Regions from separate parts of the Sus scrofa genome. Here regions 2, 3 and 4 are each linked to region 1. A link is a contact called in public HiChIP or PLAC-seq data. All regions are on one chromosome and are shown on one strand. The core of a region is the stretch at or near the end of the contact, and the rest is flanking DNA. Distances in the headings are between cores, read along the strand shown.

Evidence for each region. HiChIP or PLAC-seq counts read pairs in DNA pulled down with a chosen protein or histone mark.
Region 2: a contact with region 1 is called in an H3K27ac HiChIP or PLAC-seq map of alveolar macrophages. The contact joins the promoter of PLOD1 here to the promoter of DHRS3 in region 1. A contact is called at or near these places in 1 of 5 promoter capture datasets (fetal liver), 1 of 47 Hi-C or Micro-C datasets (retroperitoneal adipose tissue) and 1 of 2 datasets of contacts at active chromatin or transcription factors (alveolar macrophages).
Region 3: a contact with region 1 is called in an H3K27ac HiChIP or PLAC-seq map of alveolar macrophages. The contact joins the promoter of MFN2 here to the promoter of DHRS3 in region 1. A contact is called at or near these places in 1 of 5 promoter capture datasets (fetal liver) and 1 of 2 datasets of contacts at active chromatin or transcription factors (alveolar macrophages).
Region 4: a contact with region 1 is called in an H3K27ac HiChIP or PLAC-seq map of alveolar macrophages. The contact joins the promoter of MIIP here to the promoter of DHRS3 in region 1. A contact is called at or near these places in 1 of 5 promoter capture datasets (fetal liver) and 1 of 2 datasets of contacts at active chromatin or transcription factors (alveolar macrophages).

What each region holds. Positions count from the first base shown.
Region 1 is chr6:72,597,700-72,600,746 of Sscrofa11.1, reverse strand. DHRS3 (short-chain dehydrogenase/reductase 3) reads left to right here and starts at 1,514. Exons shown (of 6, transcript XM_021095382.1): 1 at 1,514-2,757. The coding sequence starts at 2,563.
Region 2 is chr6:71,986,358-71,989,404 of Sscrofa11.1, reverse strand. PLOD1 (procollagen-lysine,2-oxoglutarate 5-dioxygenase 1) reads right to left here and starts at 1,467. Exons shown (of 19, transcript XM_003127577.5): 1 at 820-1,467. The coding sequence starts at 895.
Region 3 is chr6:72,024,993-72,028,039 of Sscrofa11.1, reverse strand. MFN2 (mitofusin-2) reads right to left here and starts at 1,528. Exons shown (of 19, transcript XM_021095349.1): 1 at 1,269-1,528; 2 at 1-58.
Region 4 is chr6:72,063,174-72,066,220 of Sscrofa11.1, reverse strand. MIIP (migration and invasion inhibitory protein) reads right to left here and starts at 1,523. Exons shown (of 10, transcript NM_001244704.1): 1 at 1,343-1,523.

The sequences.
Region 1 (3,047 bases), core at 265-2,764:
GTGGCCTGAGTCTGTAAAGCTCATGGCCTGCCTTTCGGTCCTACTTTTGGAGGCTTGCATGGAGGCAGGAGAAGGGAGGCAGGAGGGTCCCGGGTGGGGTGGGGTGGGAAGAGGAATCCGGTCTGGACTTGGATCCCTCCCTCCCACACTACCTGGCAGATGGGGTTAATGATACCCCTTTCAGGTCAGTGGGAAGATTAAATTTCAGAATCTAAGCCCTCAGTTTCTCATCCAGCCCCTCTCCCAAACCCTTCTAGCTCTTCCAGTGGTCCAGATAACGATTTTCCCAATTCACCTGGAAGGATGAGCCGGCCTGTAGAACACCCCCCCTCACACCAGGCCTGCGAACTAAAGGGTCTTTGCAGCCCAGGGAGGAGGTAAACCCCAGCCACCCCCTCCCCCAAATACGCCTTTCTCACCAGATGCTCAGCAGATCGTGCAGGCAGAGCACTGATTCCAGCACACCCAGCACTGCTGAATCAGAACGTCTGGGGCACGGTGAGGCCCAGCACTCCGCGTCTGAACAAGCCTCTTGCTGGAGAAGGGCTGCCCCAGATTACAGGGCACCTGCCTGGCCCACCCTCTCTCCTCCTGGCCTGGGACATCAGGGGCAGCAGGAGGCAAGTCCCATCAGCACTTTTAGCTGGGACTGCTTTTTAGTGACTCACCTCCCAGACTTCCTGCAACAGACAACTCTAAATAGAGTCAGGTCCCCCCAACACACACACACACCCCAGCGGGCCCAGCCCCAACAGGGGAGACCTTCTTGTTTGGGGGGAAAACAGGAGGTGCCAAGGTGGGTGCCCCAAAGAGAGGAGTTTCTGCCTGCACAGCACAGGGGGCACTGGTTTAGCACATTTTGTTTACAGGCCTTTGTTATTAAGGAAATTGCTGTCAGTCAAGGTAATTCTAGCCCAGATGAGCAATAAATACGCTCCCAGCTAATCTTTCAGGGATTTTATTGGCACCTTGGGGGCAGAGGTTCCTTTACCCTGCCCACCCCCTGCCCCTCAAAGCAAAACCCTACTCCCCAGCTGCTCCCCCCCACCCCAGCTACTTGAACAACTCGGGGCATGTTTAGAAAGTGCACTCTAAAGTTAAGACAGGAGGCCTCTGGGCAAAGGTCGGAAGTGGCTTCCTGGTCCTACCTGGAAGCAGGGGATGGCCAAAGGATCTGAAATAAACCCTGGGCGACCTGATGGCTTGAGGCGAGCGCGAGCTCCTCTGGGCCTGCCCAGCACGCAGAGGGGGTCACCTGGCCTGCGGGCGCCTCTGTTCGGGGAGATCGCATCCCAGGCAGGGAGGAATGTCTCAAGGAGGGAGCCGGCTCGCAGGAGTCGGTTCCGGCGTGTGAGTTGCGGCGGCGAGCCCTCAGGGACACTGCCGGCAAGCCCTGGCCTGCAGAGACGGGGAGCCGGCCGGGGGAGAGCGCGAGTCGGAGCGAGCCCGAGTGCGCGCCCGCGCGCGCGCCCCGAGACTGCGTAGGGGGAGGGGAGCCCGCGGCAGCCACTCACAGGAACGGTAGTGAAGCCTCTGAACAACTTTAACTGTCAATCAGACTTAATGGAGTATTTAAAAAAATGGGGGGGGGGCGCCCTCTTGCTCCTCTCCGCGGCTGCCCCGGGAGCGAATGGATAAGGCGCCGGAGAAGAGGGAGTCCGATCCACGCGCGCTCCGCACCCGGGCCCTCTCCAAGTTGGAAAGGACAAAAAGAAGGCAATAAATGCTTACAAGGGAGAGAGAGGGAGCCGGATCGAGCGGCAACTCCCAGGCTCCGCTGGAAGAGAGAGGGAGGGAGGGAGCCGGAGAGAGCGAGCGCGCGCGAGGGCGAGCCATGCACGTAAAGAAACTGACACCCGGACCCCCCACTTCTCCTGCACGTTGCTGGCAATCAGATCGCTTTTAAGCAATTTCCTGAGCCCAAGAATAGCAATGAGACGGGAGACTTTTGCGGACTGAAATTGGGAGCTACAAGCACTTCCCCCCCCCCGCCCCCCAGCACACACACTGTTTTTTCCCCTGAAGAAGGGGTGGGGGGCGCTGCAATTTGGAAACAGCTCTTTTTTTTTTTTTAGTCTTGCACTTTGAAACCGCGGGACTGTAGCAGGGTGCGCGCGTGTGGTTGGTGCTTTTTTTTTTTTTTTTTTTTTTTTTTTTCCTTCCCTGCCTAAACTCCTCTGTCAGCCTGTAAACATTACCTGAGAATTCCCCAGCCGAAACGGCTGCTGGGGCAAGAAAGTTCTTGTTAGAACTTTCCACCTCCGGCTTCCCCTCCACCTCTCTTACTGTCCCAACCTTCTGAGACGCTTTTTCTCCTCCCGAGGATTTATCTCTTTCTCTCTCTCTCTCTCTCTTTTTTTTTTTTTTTTCCCCTTTTCCCACCCGATGCTTGCTTTGCATTTGGGAAGAGGTGATTTCTAGAGTGGCCAGGTGGGACGCCTCTCTTCCCCCTTATTTGGTTTATTTATTATTGTTGGGGGGGTATTTTCTTTTTTAAGTCCTATTTTGTTCGGTCCGGGGAGTTTCGCCCCCCCACCCCTGCCCGGCTCCGCGGCGCGGAGGATGGTGTGGAAATGGCTGGGAGCGTTGGTAGTGTTCCCTCTGCAGATGATCTATCTGGTGGTGAAAGCTGCCATCGGACTGGTGCTGCCCGCCAAGCTGCGGGACCTGTCGCGGGAAAACGTCCTCATCACCGGCGGCGGGAGAGGCATCGGGCGCCAGCTCGCTAGGGAGTTCGCAGAACGCGGCGCCAGAAAGGTACCGGGGCACCGCAACTCCAGGGGGTGGGGGCTGAAGGCGAGGGCGACCTCGGGGGTAGGGGGTGCGCCCACCTGCCACCGCTGCCAGAACCAGGGAGCAGGGTCTGAAAGTCGCCGGCCACCCTACTTTTCTGCGCCACCCGCGAGTGCTGAGCTAGTCAGTTTCACCTTGTACATTTCCCGGGGCACCAGCCAGTCTTTTTTGGCAGGTCCGGAGCTGACCAGCTCCTTTGGGCTCTGTAGCTGGTTGTTCAGCCCTGCTTCGAAACTTAGCCGACTCACCCGTTT
Region 2 (3,047 bases), core at 218-2,717, 610 kb after region 1:
CTCCTGGGACTTTCAGAGGCTCACTGGGCAGCCCTGAAGGTGGTCCACGGAGGGCTGGGGAGGAGAGAGGCACTCGCCCCCAGGATACTGGGACACACTTTGAAACCCAAGCTGCCTTGAGGATGCAGAAGGAGCATGAGGCGCAGAGTGCACCAGATCTGAGACCACCCTCTCCAAAGCTGGACAACCTGGGCAGCCACCACACCTGCCTGGGCCTTAGTTTCCTCAGGTGCAACCCAGAGAGGGGAAGACCCACCTGGCAGGGGCAGAGCAGACCACAGAGGACACAGGTGAAGGTCAGACGGCTCCCCATTGTGAGCCACCCCTCCCACCCCTACCCCTGCCCAGGGGCCCCTCACCCCCAGGTGGTGAGGCCTGGGTGTGAATCCTGGTTCCAAAGCCCACATGCTGTGTGACCCTGGGCAAGTGAACCGACTCTAGGGCCTCAGTTTGCCCAGCTGGAAAATGGGAATGGAAGGATGCACATCTTAAGGATGTGATCCTGCTAAACTGATGCCTGACTCAGAGCGAGTGCTCTGTAAAGAGTAGCTACTGTCATTATTACCAGCGGTCATATTACTTGCCCCTCTGGGACTGAACGGGACTTTGGCCCTTCCAGCTGAGCGACTGTGGGAACCCCAACCCTAAGAGGGAAGTGTTTTGTCCAAGTCACCAGCGAGTCAGTGGACATGGAGTCTGAACTCAGAAACCCTCCGAAGCCCAGGCCTCCCATACCGATGGGTCCTAACCGAGACGGCCCCCAGCCCAGCCCTCCCCCACCCCCATCCCTCTCTCCCGCTCCGGGCCTCGGGTCCTCACCCTCCGGTTTGGCGTCACCCTTCGTTTCGGTCAGAAGCAGCCAGCCCAGTGGGGCCAGAAGTAGCAGGAGCCGCATGGCCAGGGCCTGGGGACGTCCGGCTGATCCAGCGGCTCTCGCAAAAAAGCTGGAAACTTCGCGACGGGGCCGGTGATCCCGCTGCCACGCACTGGGCCCGCCCCGGGGGCGGTGTCGCCCCGCCCCCACCGCCTGGGGGAAGGGTTTTCTGCAGACTCGCCCGAACCCGCGGCCTCTCCGAGTCCGGGCAGCTCCCTCCGGCCTGTCTCTGCGGCTCCCGGGTCCTGCCGCCGCCGACTTCCTCCCACCTTTCTCCAGGGGGCTGCACTCCGACCAGGAAGAGAAGGGGAGATGGGGGCGAGGCAACAATTTCCATACCCCAGACTCCGAGCCAAGGCTGGATGGTATCCTGAGCCTCAGTTTCGCCCCGGAGAAGTGGGATTTATAATGGCATCTATTCCTCGGACTCTATGCGCGGATTAATGACATCGTTACCTGCAGTGCGTTTAGAACAGCGCCTTGATAAACCCTCTAAATCTCAGTTCATGAGATTTCCTGAGTCCTTGGCCAGGGCCATGGCTATCAGGGTCTGAGCCTGGAGTGGGTGAGGCAGGGCAGCAATGTGTTCAGAAGCATCCACACCCCTGCGGAGCGGCTCCTGGCTGCTGGAAGTGAAGAAAGCACATGACCCCCCCCTCCACACACACACACACCATCCTTGCAAAAAGAGACTCACTTAGTCTGCCTTTTTGTCCCCGGGAGGCAAAGGTAATCTCCCATCCAGGGAAGGTCTTGTTCATGAGGTCCCATTGAATGAATGAATGAATGAAAAAGTGTTCCCTGGTGGCCTAGCAATTAAGGATCTGATGTGGTCACTGCTATGGCTTGGGTCACTGCTGTGGCACAGGTTCCATTCCAGGCACAGGAACTTCTGCATCCCACAAAGCGAAAGAAAGAAAGAAAAAGGGGAAGAGGTGCTCTCATCGTGGCGCAGCAGAAACGAATCTGACTAGGAACTATGAGGTTGCAGGTTCGATCCCTGGCCTCACTCAGTGGATCCGGCATTGCCGTGAGCTGTGGCGTAGCTCGGATCCCACATTGCTGTGGCGGTGGCATAGGCCGGTGGCTACAGCTCCGATTAGACCCCTAGCCTGGGAACCTCCATATGCCACAGGTGCGACCCTGAAAAGACAAAAATTTAAAAAAAAAAAAAAAGAGGAAGAAAGAAAGGAACCATTTAGGGTCTTTTCACAGATGTGGATCTTCAAGGCCCAACAAAGAACTCAATGGTTTTTAGAATGAGAACTCCTGGAGCAGAGGTCAGCTAGAGGCAACCATCTCTTGAGAAACAACAACAGCAAAACTCCCAAAACTCCCTTCCTTGGAAGAGACCCTGAAACAGAGGTGTGGGGGCCTATTTTCAGCAAGTTAGGCTCCAGAGAGGTGGGTAGTGAGTACAAACCTGGGTGGCGGAGGGAAGAGAAACGTCCTGGTTATCAGTGAGCAACGAATATACACCATATACAGTCCAAACAAAGCCAACACATGTTCTTGTTTGAAGGTAGGTACAACCCCTGGCCACCAAGGAGGTCATCTCATTGTAGAGAGATTTGTTACCGTAAAGACGGTAAAAGTGAGGCCTGGGGGGCGGGGGGGGGGGTACCCAGCAGCACGGTCAAGGTCAAAAGGCAACTAAAGTGAAGAGACATGAATGCAATCCAGAGCCACCCATCTGGGACCTGGAACTCAGGGGTGGGGGTGGTTTTTGCAGCTGGGGACAGGATTTGGTGCCAGAGTCAACCGGATGTTTTTGCATGCAGGAGCCTGCAGACTGAAATTCCAGCTCCTCCAAGGAGGAAATGAAAGGATAAGCAGAGGGGAAGAGTCGGAGCATGTGTCGGCTGGCTCAGTTTTCAAAGCTCTGACTCAGGCCATGTTGCCCACAGCCCTGCGAGGTGGGCAGTCATGGCTCCATTTTCCGAAATAGGAAACCGGGGCTCAGAGAAGTGACGCCAGTTGCTCGAAGTCACACAGCTGATGTGGGACCACATCAGGGAGGTGACTTAGAAACTCAGCTCACCCTTTGCATTTGCTGGGGCCCAAGGAGTACCTGGATGATGATGTACTGTGGGCAGAAAGAAAGATCCTTGGGGGCCCCCAGAGTCATTGTAAAACTGGAGAGGGATCAACCTTGGAGGCTGCTGCCCTCCCT
Region 3 (3,047 bases), core at 279-2,778, 570 kb after region 1:
AGTTCTCCTCTGTCCTATCTCACGTTGAGGTTGGCTGCTGATTGCGTTGACTCCAATTCTGACTTGTTGGAAAAGAAAAGGTACAGGTCAACAGGCAGCAAAAAAGAAAAAAAACAAAAACTAAAAACTGGTGCCAAACAAGTCTAACCAAGTTGAAAAGCCAAGCAAACTCATCCCCGAGGGAAGCTTACTCATTGAGGCACTGGCGTGGTATGTGAGGAAGTTCCCTGAGGAAAAACACAACACGCAGGTGTGGGGCCAAGCCTAGGTGTGCACAAACACGTGTTCAGCCATGTGCTGGGGAGAAGCAGGGACCCTGGCAAAGGCACAGCCAGAGGCGCGAGGAGTGGGCAGAACAAGGACAGGGACTGGGCTGAGGACTGTGGAATGGAGGACTAGAGATGGGAGGGTGGAGTTGAGACACAGAAGTGCAACTTATTGAAAGCCTCCACCTGCCAGATGCTGTAAAATGTCTTAATTCTCAATTCTGTGGTGCAAAGAGTTATGCTAGTTAAGTGGCCAAGCTGCAACTGAGATACTCCCTCCTGGTGACTGCAAAGCTCCCTTGCTTTCTATTAGGTGCATCTGTCTCACCCCACCCTTGGAGAGGGAAAGGGTGACAGAGCCCCTAATGGGAGGAGGAAAAGAGAGAAAATAAAGGAATTAAAGGAACAGGGCAACACAGACTTACAATAGAGGGGAATGGCAGTTTTGGCCTCATGATCCAAGCAGCTAATTATTCGGCATCTTCTGTCTGCCTTGCGTCTGTGTGTGTTTGTGCCAGGCATTAAAGTTAGGGATGGATAAAAAAACAGTCCCTGCCTTCAAACGGAGCTTACCGTTCATTTAGAAGCCAAACAAGTAAAGAGACGACTGTGCGAGAGCAATAAGTGCCCAAATTTGGGGAAGTCGGAGCAGGGCACCTACAGTGATGAACGTGGGCACCTATCATGCGCTGAATACGTGCCGGCAAATACAGAGAACTGGATGAGAAATGGGGAAAGGGTTGGGGTGGAATGCGGCGGTGAAGAGTGAGCAAGCAAAGGGTGACAAGTAGCCTCAGGGATTCCCCCCCCCCAGTCCAGCGTCCCGCCCCCTCCTCTCTGGGCCGCGGAGAGCCCGGCGGCGAGGCTGGAGCGTGGGGGCGCCTGCCAGCCCGGATTCGGAGCCCCCGGGAACCTGGTGTCCCACTGGCGCACGCCAGGCTACTCAAGACTCGCCGGGCTGGGCTGGCCCCGGCCCACCGCCCAGTGTGCTCGCCCTCTCACCTTCACCTTCCCGGCCTCCTGTCAGCCATCATACCCCCGACGTCACCAACAAGCGCCACCCCGGGGACAGGCGGGAGGAGAAGGGCGCGCGAGTCACCAGCCGCCTCAGGTTCGCCGTTCTGACCTCGGTGAGTCCGGGGACTCTGAGCTCAGCGTGTTCGACCCTACTAGTTCCTATGGGTCAGGGGGTCCTCTGGCTCAGCGCCTGGAGAAGCATCTCAACTCGTTTATTCACCGCCCTGGCGTCCCAAACCGATGACGCACACGCGAGGACACGCGCTGCATCATGGGGGCTGTAGTTCCGCTGGGCGCCGATCAGGGGCTGGGGTGGGCGGGGCCTCGAGCTGTCAAGGGGAACAGAAACCAAGGGCCTGCATTAGATGTTCCCGCTCTTTCGTTTGTTGCTCTAGAGTTTTACCCTAAGGCTTCTGCCAGCTCTGGAATCCAGCTTGCGCTTGGTAATTTTAGAAAAGAGCTCCCAAGAGAAAGACAGAGAGTAAGCCTTGGCCTGCCGCCCTTCAGTTGACTTTGAGGAAGTAAGAACAGCAACCATCCCTGAGCAGGAGAACCTAACATACTTCACGTGAACCTTCACAATAGTACCAGTTGGCTCAGAGGGGAGATGATTCCAGCTCACATATGGCAGATCACTGGGAGCCTTATTATGTGCCGGGCACTGGGATACAGCAGTAAACAGTCTCTTGATGGCCTCAGGGACAGCGGGGGAGGCTCTAAGCCTGCGCTGTCCAGACTGGTAGCCACCCAGCCACGTGTTGCTATGAAATCCTGAAATGTGGCCAGTGCAAACTGAGATGTGCTGGAAGGCTGGAAGGCTTGGTAGGAAAAAGAATGTAAACTATCTCACTGATATTTGTGTATTGATTACATGTATAATAATAATATTTTGGATAAATTGGGTTAAATAAAATATGCTGCTAAAATTAAGTTCTCCAGTTTCTTTTTACTGTTGAGAATGTGGCTACTAAAAAATCTAAAGCCACACAAGTGGCTTGCTGTGATATCGTGGGTTTTTAAAAAATATTTTATTTTATTTATTTTTATTGTATTGTATTTATTTTATTTTTGCTTTTTAGGGCTGCACCTGTGGCATATGGAAGTTCCCAGGCTAGGGGTCGAATCGGAGCAACAGCTGCCGGCCTACACCACAGCCATAGCAACACTGGATCCGAGCCGCATCTGCGACCTACACCACAGCTCACAGCAACACCGATTCCTTAACCCACTGAGCAGGGCCAAAGATTGAACCCATGTCCACATGGATACTAGTCGGGTTTGTTTTTGCTGATCCACAACAGGAACTCCGATATTGTGGTTTATAATAAGCATTATAGGAGTTTCCATTGTGGCTCAGTGGCTTAAGAACTTGACTAGTATCCATCCATGAGGGAGCGGGTTTGATCCCTGGCCCCACTCAGTGGGTTAAGGATCTGGCATTGTCACGAGCTGTGGCAGAGGTCAAAGATACAGCTCAGATCAGGTATTGCTGTGGCTGTGGCATAGGCAGGCAGCTGTAGCTCTAATTCAACCCTTAGCCTGGGAACTTCCATAAGCTGCAGGTGCAGCCCTAAAAAGGGAAGAACAAATTATATATTTGGTCTCCTTCCCCTGTTCATGATGCAGAACTCCTAAAGCCCTGGTTTACCCACATAAGAGCCATAAGGGCATCTTTTGCTATAATGTTTAGTTTGCCCTCAGTTTCCAAAATAGCTTCAGAGCCATTCAGAATTGAAATGAGGAGTTCCCTGTGGCACAGCAGGT
Region 4 (3,047 bases), core at 274-2,773, 530 kb after region 1:
CCACAGCTGTGATAATACCAGATCCTTTAACTACCAGGCCACCAGGGAACTCCCATAACTAGTTATCTAAGACAATTAGGGCAAGCCCACAAATGTAAATAAAGCATTAAAGCTTTTTCTTTTTTTTTCTTTTTTAGCCACTTCCCAGCCTATGGAAGCTACCCAGCCAAGGATCAGATCTAAGACACAGTTGCGACCTACAATGAAGCTGGGGCAACACTGGATCCTTTAACCCCTGTGCCGAGTGGAGGATCAAACCTGTGTCCTGGTGGTGCAGAGACGCCTCAGATCCCGTTGCACCAAAGAAGGAACTCCAAGCATTATAACTTTTGGATTTAACACAAATCAGACTTCAGAAGGGACTCTTTCCTCTCTCCTACCCTGCTTTCTTCTTCCTTTTTTTTTTTTTTTTTTTTTTTTTTTGCATTTTTAGGGCCGTACCTGCGGCATATGGAGGTTCCCAGGCTAGGGGTCGAATCAGAGCTGTAGCTGCCGGCCTACACCACAACCACAGCAATACAGGATCCAAGCCATGTCTTCAACCTACACCACAGCTCACAGAAACGTGGGATCCTTAACCCACTGAGCAAGGCCAGAGATTGAACCTAAGTCCTCATGGATGCTAGTCAGATTCATTTCCACTGAGCCATGACGGGAACTCCCTCCTTTTATTTTTACAAATGAAGAAACCAAAGTTCAGAGGAGTTAAGCAATTTGGCCCAAGTCACACAGCTAGTAAGTGCCAAAGTCAGATTTTGAATCCAAATCTGGCTCCAGCCTTTCTTTCCCCAGGAGTGTGGAAGCTGCCTCCCCCCTCACCCCATCCAGGCTCAGGGATACACCCTAATCCGGAAAAGATTTCTGCAAGCTAGGGGAAGGGGCTTCCTCTTCCCTCTGAGCCTCAAGCCCAGACTCCTCCAACCAGAAACCCAGTCTCCCCCCAGTACACGTTATTCCTTTCTAACACTGGATTCAGTCAGATCCCCTACTCTCAGAAACCAGCCCTGCCCGGAGCAGAGAAGCCAGACTACACTGGACCCGCCCCCACCTATACCCGTGCAGTTAAGTGGGGGGCAGTGGAGATTCGAGGAGACCACTCCGCCGGAGTGCAGACAAGGGGAGCAAACAGCCTGATTCCCAGGACCAGGAGTCCCGGCCCCCACCCTTATCTGACCAAGTGTTTCTGGGCTAGACCTATACTCAAGGGTCTCCGTTTTCGCACGGGGTTAAAGAGAACAGCCTATCTGCCCTCCTCCAGCTCCGGCCGCGTTCTGGAGAGCTAAAGCTGTGCCACCGCAACCGGAAGGCCACATTCAAAAGGAAAACCGGGCAGCAAGAGTACCAGAGGTGGTGCCGGAGAACTCAGGAGCGGGACACTGGGAAGAGGGAGACAGCCTCCCTCTTCTTTCCCATCGCGGGCCCCGGCCCCTCCATGAGGACGAACGGAGGGCAACCAACTGAGCCGTTCCTCCGCATCCCTGACCCTGCCGCCCCGGCACTCACCGCCAGGAAACGCGGGCAACGCCCAGCCAGTAGCAGCCAGCGCGGCCGGGAGCTGTGCCCCGCCCACCCCATGCGTCACCGGCCGGGGCGGGGCCCTATCTGGCCTCCCTGATTGGTCAGATGCGGGAAGGCGGGACGCTCCCGCGAATGTAACTTCGCCTTCAGAAGCAGCAGTTTCAACATTGGGGCGGGGATAACAACGGAGCTCAACAGCTAATTGGTCGACTTCCTAGGTCGGGTACAAGCGATCGAAGGTCAGAATGGGGCGGGCCCCTGGGGAGGCGAGCTCCCATTGGTCAGGACTAGGCCGCGGGCTAGTTGGTGTTCAGTGGCGGCAGTTTCAGAGTCTGGATCTGTCTGCGTTCCAGAGCCAAACGATGCAACTCCGAGCGGGAGGGTAGGCGGCGGCTAGAGACGCATGATTTCCATACTTTCTTTCGAATGTTTGTGCCTATTTTGTGCCAAGGGGCACTGCACTAAACACCGGGATGAGGTCCTTGCCTGGAGCATGGCGAGTGGAGACAGTGGGTAAGATATGAACACGGATAACTTAAGACTCAGTCTGTAAAATATGGGCAAGTTTATAGGGAATGCCTACTTTTCACCAGGTATTGTCCATATCCCAGTGCATGCCAGCCTCATAAATGTGCTTTAAGGTGGGCATTATTGGGACTTCCCGTCGTGGCTCAGTGGTTAACGAATCCGACTAGGAACCATGAGGTTTCAGGTTCGATCCCTGACCTCGCTCAGTGGGTTAAGGATCCGGCGTTGCCCTGAGCTGTGGTGTCGGCCGCAGACGCGGTTCGGATCCTGTGTTGCTGTGGCCCTAGCCTGGGAACCTCCATATGCCGCGAGAAGCGGCCCTAGAAAAGGCAAAAAGACCAAAAAAAAAAAGACAAATAAATTTAAATTGACCGTATGACCCAGCAATTACATTGCTAGCTATCTACACAAGAGAAATGAAAATGTGTCCACACAATGACTTGTACAAGAATGTTCCTGGCAGCATTATTCCTAATAGCCACAAAAAAGGAGAAATAACCCAAATGTCCATCAACTCATAAATGGACAAACTAAAAAAGCTATCCAGACAGTGGAAACTACTTGGCAAGAAAAAGGACTGGAATACTGACCCAGGCTACCACGTGGATGAGCCTCAAACATTACACTAAGTGAAAGAAGCCATACATACTAAAAAAACATATTAAATGATTCTTGTTACGTGAAATGTCCAGAAAAGACAAACCTTTTTTTTTTTTTTTTTTTGTCTTTTTGCCTTTTCTAGGGCCGCTCCCACAGCATGTGGAGGTTCCCAGGCTAGGGGTCCAATCGGAGCTGTAGCTACCGGCCTACACCACAGCCACAGCAACGTGGGACCCAAGCCGCATCTGCAACCTACACCACAGCTCATGGCATTGCCAGATCCTTAACCCACTGAGCGAGGTCAGGGATCGAACCCGCCACCTCATTCATGGTTCCTAGTCGGATTCATTAACCACTGAGCCACGACAGGAACTCCAAGGCAAATCTTTAGAGACGTAAAG